2 separate regions of the Mus musculus genome follow, and region 1 is linked to region 2. The links are chromatin contacts, called in public HiChIP or PLAC-seq maps. All regions are on one chromosome and are shown on one strand. The core of a region is the stretch at or near the end of the contact, and the rest is flanking DNA. Distances in the headings are between cores, read along the strand shown. Region 1 overlaps Ttc7 (tetratricopeptide repeat domain 7). Region 2 overlaps Ttc7 (tetratricopeptide repeat domain 7).

Region 1 (3,596 bases), core at 514-3,013, 82 kb before region 2:
AATGGCTACGTCAGAACCCTGTTTTGTATTCCAAGGCGTATCCTGGAGGCCACCGGCTCAGGGCCCACGGAGTCTACTGACTGGGGCGTGTCTCCAGGGAGATGACAGTGAGTGAAAATGGAAGACGGGGGACGGTGTTTAGAGGCCTGGCCGACATGAGTCCAAAAGGCACTTGGTGGTACAGAGAAATCACATGTAGCCTCTAGGCAACCTCCCCATAAAGGAAACACCAGGCATCAACAGGGCCAATTCAGGCTGACAAGAGCCCAGGAGCCCACTGTCCCTCTTTGTATCTGGGACCTCAAGCTGTGGCTGTCCTGGGCAAGGCTTCAAGCTTTGCACTGCCCTGAGATCGGATGGGGAAATGTATCCGGGGCTCTCCGGCACGTCTGCTCACAGCTCTGTGAAGTCGCTGAGATTCAAGCCAGTTTGTCTCCCAAGGCACTCATCTCTGTGGTACACAAACTCAAGATTGGTTCATCCCAAACCAGGAAACCCGGGGTGGTGGGGGAAGCCAAGGAAGGGGCTTGGCTCCCAGACACACCTTTTATCTAAGAGGTGCCCAGCAACCGGCAGTCTCTGGGGGAGGCGAGGCGTTTGCCTTGGATGCAAATCTTGTCCCCCCAGCTTCAGTCAGGAGCTTAGGCCCAGCTGGGCCTGCAGGGTGTGGAGTGTGGGAGGAGAAGTGGCATGGAAGCCAGTGGAAGTGCTCACTTGTCATCTATTCCCTGAGGCCCCACATCTGGACACACGCCCTTCCCTGCCCCCTGCCTGTGTCTGCTGCCCCCGCCCCGCCCCTGGCAGGCAGTATATGGCTGCCAGCTGCAGCTGCAGAGGCTCACAGCTCTCTGGCAATGATGGAGAAGGGCAGCACAGGGCTGCTGGCCTCCAGCTCCAGGGCTGTGAGGAAGCAGTCCACGGCCGCTTCGTTCTGGCCTTGGTCCTGCAGCACCTCCCCCAGGCCCTGCCACGCTTCGTGGAAGGTGCTCTGTCTCTCCACAGCATCCCGCAGCACCTTCTGGGCCAGGCTCTTGTGGCCCAGCTGACTCAGCATCAGACCCTAGAAAGGAAGCAGAGGACGAGGTTAACCAGGCCTGGGCCTCCAGAGCCGGTGGGGAGAGCTTAGCAACCAGGGCGAGCCAGAGAGGCCCTCAGGTCTGGCTGGGCCACAGACAAATGACTGTGCCCTTTACTTATGCAAAACCCATCCGACCCTGCCCAAGCCCTGTTTTAACCTGTAGTAGCTATGTTCCTCTTGTCTTCAAAAGATGGGCCTTTAAGCCTAGACCTGATTTTGAGTGGCCCCGTGTGGGGAATTCTGAGCCCTCCAACTCACTCTTCAACAAATGGAAAAATAAAAATAAAATAATGCATTTTATCAGGGCCTGGGCATCTAAGCCGGGTGGCAGGAATGAGTCAGTGGACGAAAAGCTGTCTAAGACTGGAGCATGCTCAGTAGTGCCCAGGCCACGCTGCCCCTCACCCCAAGGGGGCACCCACAGCAGGAAGGTTATCTAGTTTTGTGACAAAGAGGGGGTGCTTGTCTGCCTGCCTCAGCAGCCCATCTTCCCCCGGGGACTGCTGGGTCCCGAGACCAAGCAGCCAGCAGACTCTACGCTCACAGGTGCCAGGGCGGGCGGGCGCTGGAGGGAGTGGATCAGGGCACAGAGCAGTTGCTGAGAGAATGAGAGAAAAGGGACTCAGCTATCCAAGGCCCCTTCGGTCAAGAGCAGGAAGTATGGCTTTGCAGTTTTAGCTCAAAGGACCACTGCAAAGAACTGAAGAGAGTAAGCTAGAGGAAGTGCCAGGAATTGTCACAAAGCGGGTGGGAAGTGAAACCGGCAGTCTTGAACATCCCCCATCCTCCCAGGGACAAGGACAAGGGACAGGGTGTGGGCACGGGGAAGGCTCCAGGTCCCAGAAAGGCTACTCTGTACCATTCTACTGACCTGCCACTGTGAAGGTATCCCAGGATGCTGAGAAGTGAGCACTTCTCTTGTTCCAAAGAGTGGAGGTATAAATCTTCAACCCTGATCTCCTGGGGAGGCAGGGGACCAGAGTGGGGGCAGGGAGCTGTCTTTGTGCCTGAAGCCCCCTCTCTGCAGCCCGCCCACTGGCGGCCATGCACATTTTTAGCTGGATTATTCTCCTCCTCCTCCCCAAGCTCCCTAGAGTTAGGCCCTTGGTTGCTATGGAGACGCACCAGGAAAGATGTACATGGCTGACTTCATAAATCCTAAGAGAGCTTGGAACATGACCAATTAGGCAGCAGAGAGGGTGCTGAGGAGGACTGGGGAAAGCTCTGTCTCCAGAGGCGCTGGCTGGAGGTCCTGGGGCCACAACCGACTCGTCGAGTGGCACCCTCCTATGACCCTAAGCATAGACACACCCAAGGACCCAGGAGTTCGGTAGCCTCAGCTGAGGCTGGAGAACAGCAGGTGGGGGCAGGGAGTAGCGGCACACAGGGCTGACCAGATGCACACAGCAGTGCTGACTCAGGGTTACCAGAACCAGCGGCAGGCAGCGTCTGTCCGGCCAGTAGTGCCCAGGCCACGCAGTTCTGCCCACATGGCCAGGGCAGGACCTTAAGTAGCTCACTCACAATGGAACAGGGCCTACAGGCTGGAAGGAAGGAAGGTTCTAGCCGATGGCTATCAGACACCAAAATGAAGTACCAAAAACCAAGCGCTCTGAAGCCTCTCAATGCTACCCACAGGGAGTGCTTGAGGATAGAGGTGGCCAGCGGGGCCTGTCAGAGGGGTGGGTGTGGGGTGTGGGGTGTGGGGTGGTGGTGGGGCGGGTCTACTTGCTTCTCTTCTCTGCGCTTTCTTTCTGGAGCTGCCTTCCACAGGAAACTTTATTGGTAAGAAGAGTCCACCCCCCTCACCTCCCAATCTCTAGCTGGGTCTAGTGGTGCAAACCCATCGTCCCAGCCACTTGGGAGGCTGAGGCAGGAGAATAACAAGTTGAAGACCTGACCAGGCAAGAGAGTTCTAGGCTAGCCTGGGGAACTTAGCGGAAACCAAATGGAAATAAACAGAGAGCAGGGAAGGAGCTCTGTGGTACGCTGCGCTGCCACCGCTTGCCTAACTTGCCTAACAAGTAGGGAGGCTGGCAGAGAGAAGGTGTGGGTGTTTGGGAAGGAGCCAGATGTGTCTGCAGGCTGAACGTGCGCCTCAGTAGAGAACAAAGGCCAGGGCTTAGCAGCCAGAAGGCCAGCTCTGCCACTGACATGCACTGTGACCTCAGCAAACTGACATGGGTCTCTGTAAACTGGGGGGAGAGGGAGGGGGAGGGGGAGGGTCAGTTGGGGGTTGGGGGGAGTCCTTCCTCACAGGGCTGCTGAGAACTCTGGAAGGATGAATCTGGAGAAGGTGCAGCCAGACTCGCAGTAGCAAACAACAGCAACTTCTTTAGGAAGGCCACAGCGGGCATGGGGCACGGAGAGGCCAGTACTGTCCACTTCCTTAGACGGAAGGAGATGGCAGGGTCCTCTGTTAGGAAGGACTGTGCAGTGGAACTGGCTCATGTCCCACCCCCACCCCAACATGCTGACCTTAGAACCTGAAAGAAGACACCAGGCCAGGATGGGGTCA
Region 2 (3,183 bases), core at 593-3,092:
ATTCAGAAAAGAGGGCAGCTGTTCCCTGGGCCCATGGAGGTCTCAGACTTAGACCTTTGAAACGGGGAGCAGACCATGGAACACTCTATGGTGGGGCAACCCTCGTTCAAACCTCTAGGACACCAACCAAGATACCTGAGCCTCTCTGCCAGCTCTCTGTTCCCAAGGCCCTCTCAGTGGGACAGCTTGCCCCTCCCCCACATGGCCATCACCCACTTCCCTGGGCTCTCACCTTGCTTGTAGCTACCAATGGTCCATTCCAGGTTCAGATCACCTTCCTAGCTCACTGGGAAAGGCTCTACAGTCAGGCAGCCCCTCTCCCATGGTGGCTCCCACCGGTACCTCTTGAACAAAGGGGATGAGCCCAAAGCTAGAGTCAGAGAAGGCTGGTCTCATATGGTGACTATGCTGTTCCGAATGTGACCTGAGAGAGCCATGGCAGCCTGGCCTCAGAGCTTTACCCTCTATTCCTTTGACCTACTGTGGTACCAGCACCCTGATCTCCCTCTGAGGAGACCAGAAGATCAAACAAGGGAATCTCGGCCCTGCCCAAGCCAACAGTCTAGCTGTGGTTCATCATAATGGGCATCACCAGGTCAGAGGGATGAAGACTTTCCATAGACGCTTTCTCCCGCTGAGGTAGTAAGGGAAACCTGAAGATGTCCCTACATCCAGTTATGCTCAGTTCCATTCAACATTCACACTAGACCATAGGACACCTGAAGTGTTTCACTCACACTAGACCACAGGACACCTGAGGTGTTTCACTCACACTAGACCATAGGATGTCTGGGGTGTTCTGCTCACACTAGACCATAGGACACCTGAGGTGTTTCACTCACACTAGACCACAGGACACCTGAGGTGTTTCACTCACACTAGACCACAGGACACCTGAGGTGTTTCACTCACACTAGACCATAGGACACCTGAGGTGTTTCACTCACACTAGACCATAGGATGTCTGGGGTGTTCTGCTCACACTAGACCATAGGACACCTGAAGTGTTTCACTCACACTAGACCATAGGACACCTAGGTGTTTCACTCACACTAGACCACAGGACACCTGAGGTGTTTCACTCACACTAGACCACAGGACACCTGAGGTGTTTCACTCACACTAGACCATAGGACACCTGAGGTGTTTCACTCACACTAGACCATAGGATGTCTGGGGTGTTCTGCTCACACTAGACCATAGGACACCTGAAGTGTTTCACTCACACTAGACCATAGGACACCTAGGTGTTTCACTCACACTAGACCACAGGACACCTGAGGTGTTTCACTCACACTAGACCACAGGACACCTGAGGTGTTTCACTCATACTAGACCATAGGACACCTGAGGTGTTTCACTCACACTAGACCACAGGACACCTGAAGTGTTTCACTCACACTAGACCATAGGACACCTAGGTGTTTCACTCACACTAGACCACAGGACACCTGAAGTGTTTCACTCACACTAGACCATATGACACCTGAGGTGTGCCGCTCACACTAGACCACAGGACACCTGAGGTGTTTCACTCACACTAGACCATAGGATGTCTGGGGTGTTCTGCTCACACTAGACCATAGGACACCTGAGGTGTTTCACTCACACTAGACCATAGGACACCTGAGGTGTTTCACTCACACTAGACCACAGGACACCTGAGGTGTTTCACTCACACTAGACCACAGGACACCTGAAGTGTTTCACTCACACTAGACCATATGACACCTGAGGTGTGCCGCTCACACTAGAAGGGGAGCTGTCCAGCAACAGCAGCAGCCCATTCTTCACAAACTAAAGGCTGAGAGCCAGGACAGAGTCTCCCATGAAACAGGCCTGGGGTCAGCCAAGTGGCCAAAACACCATGGCCATGCAGAGTTCATGGCTCTAAGCTACAGACCTTCCTGCTTTGTGGGTTTCTATTTTCTGCTTTTTAGAGACAGCAGACTTCAAAGACTGGACAGGAAGGAATGGCACCAGGCAGCACCTACCCCCAGTTCTGGCAACTTCTAGAATGTTGCTTCCCTGGAGCCTTAACCACACAAGGCAGGCTCTGCTCACTTGCCCACTGGTCACACAAGGGGACTGACCTAGCTGTTCACCTGTGGCATCCCTAACAGGGTGCCTGCTCAATCAACTGCTGAGAAATCATATTTCTTAGTGGAATGTGGGTCAGAGACTTTAACAAACACTAGAGGCCAGACCCCAGGAGGAAGGAGCCCACTGAGCAGACAGAATAGGGTGAACACACCACATAGGCTCCGAGTGAGCTTGGTGGAGGAGAGGTGCTATACTCTGAATAGCTCAGGGAGACTCTTATACAGGGATCACTTAGCCTGCTCAAATGCGATGTTGGGGTTCATGCTTAAAGTCAGAAAGAAGGATAGGACTAGCTAGGACGGTGACTCAAGGAAAAGCAAGGAACAGAATCCCAGAAATGTCTTTTCATGAAGGCATTTTCTTCTACTTTAGTGGAGCAAATGTATTTCTCCATTGTTTTGGGTTTCTTTCTACATCTATTCATTTCTGTGCACACAGCATAAAAGTCAGAGGACACCTGTCAGAGGTTAGTTCTCGCCTCTCACCACGTGAGTGCCAAGGACTAACTCAGGTCACCAGGTATGGTGGCCTGCATAAGAACAGCTCCCATAGGCTCATACATTTAAATTCCCAGTCGCCAGTGAGTGAAACTTTTATAGGATTGGAAGGATTAGGGGTGTGGCCTTGTCAGAGGAAGTGTGTCACTGGGAGTAGGCTTTGAGGTTTCAAAGTCCATGAGGGGCCCAGTCTCTCTCTGCATGCAGATAAATGTGTAGCTCTTAGCTACTTCTCCAGCACCACACCCGCCTGCTGCCACGTTGACCGTGGACTAAGCCTCTGAAACTGTAAGCCAGCCCCAGTTAAACGCTTTCTTTTGTAAGAATTGCCTTGGCCGTGGTGTTTCCTCACAGAAATAGAACAGTGACTAAGACATCTTGCTTGACTGCAAGAGCCCTTACCCACTGGAATGCCATCACACGAGAGAGCCATTTTGCCAGTCCTCTGCTGCTTCTGAATGAAGCTGACAGAGAATACCTCTTTTTGCCCTTAGAGCAGTTGGACGGTCAAGTATTCCCTGACATGGTGTAGAGACATACATGTGTCAAATGCTGCTCTTTGGACAACAGAAACCCAAACTAC

Evidence for each region. HiChIP or PLAC-seq counts read pairs in DNA pulled down with a chosen protein or histone mark.
Region 1: a contact with region 2 is called in an H3K27ac HiChIP or PLAC-seq map of microglia, with 4 times the contacts expected there. The contact joins two enhancer-like sites. A contact is called at or near these places in 3 of 39 promoter capture datasets (the HPC-7 cell line, embryonic stem cells and pre-B cells), 3 of 484 Hi-C or Micro-C datasets (forebrain, muscle stem cells and uterus), 7 of 115 datasets of contacts at active chromatin or transcription factors (the HPC-7 cell line, effector CD8 T cells, embryonic stem cells and 2 more) and 4 of 9 other capture datasets (adipose tissue, embryonic stem cells, liver and 1 more).

Annotation. Positions count from the first base shown.
Region 1 is chr17:87,377,313-87,380,908 of GRCm38.p6, reverse strand. Ttc7 (tetratricopeptide repeat domain 7) reads right to left here. Exons shown (of 20, transcript NM_028639.3): 20 at 1-1,060. The coding sequence ends at 839. Among named protein-coding and RNA genes, the nearest start is that of Stpg4, 49 kb to the left of the region's middle. Within about 2 kb of position 1,763, at least 64 of the 459 cell types and tissues checked have an H3K27ac peak or open chromatin away from gene starts, as enhancers often do. A contact at or near this core is called in microglia, where this site is marked.
Region 2 is chr17:87,295,545-87,298,727 of GRCm38.p6, reverse strand. The region is part of intron 3 of Ttc7 (tetratricopeptide repeat domain 7); the gene reads right to left. Among named protein-coding and RNA genes, the nearest start is that of Gm52284, 9.9 kb to the left of the region's middle. Within about 2 kb of position 1,842, at least 9 of the 459 cell types and tissues checked have an H3K27ac peak or open chromatin away from gene starts, as enhancers often do. A contact at or near this core is called in microglia, where this site is marked.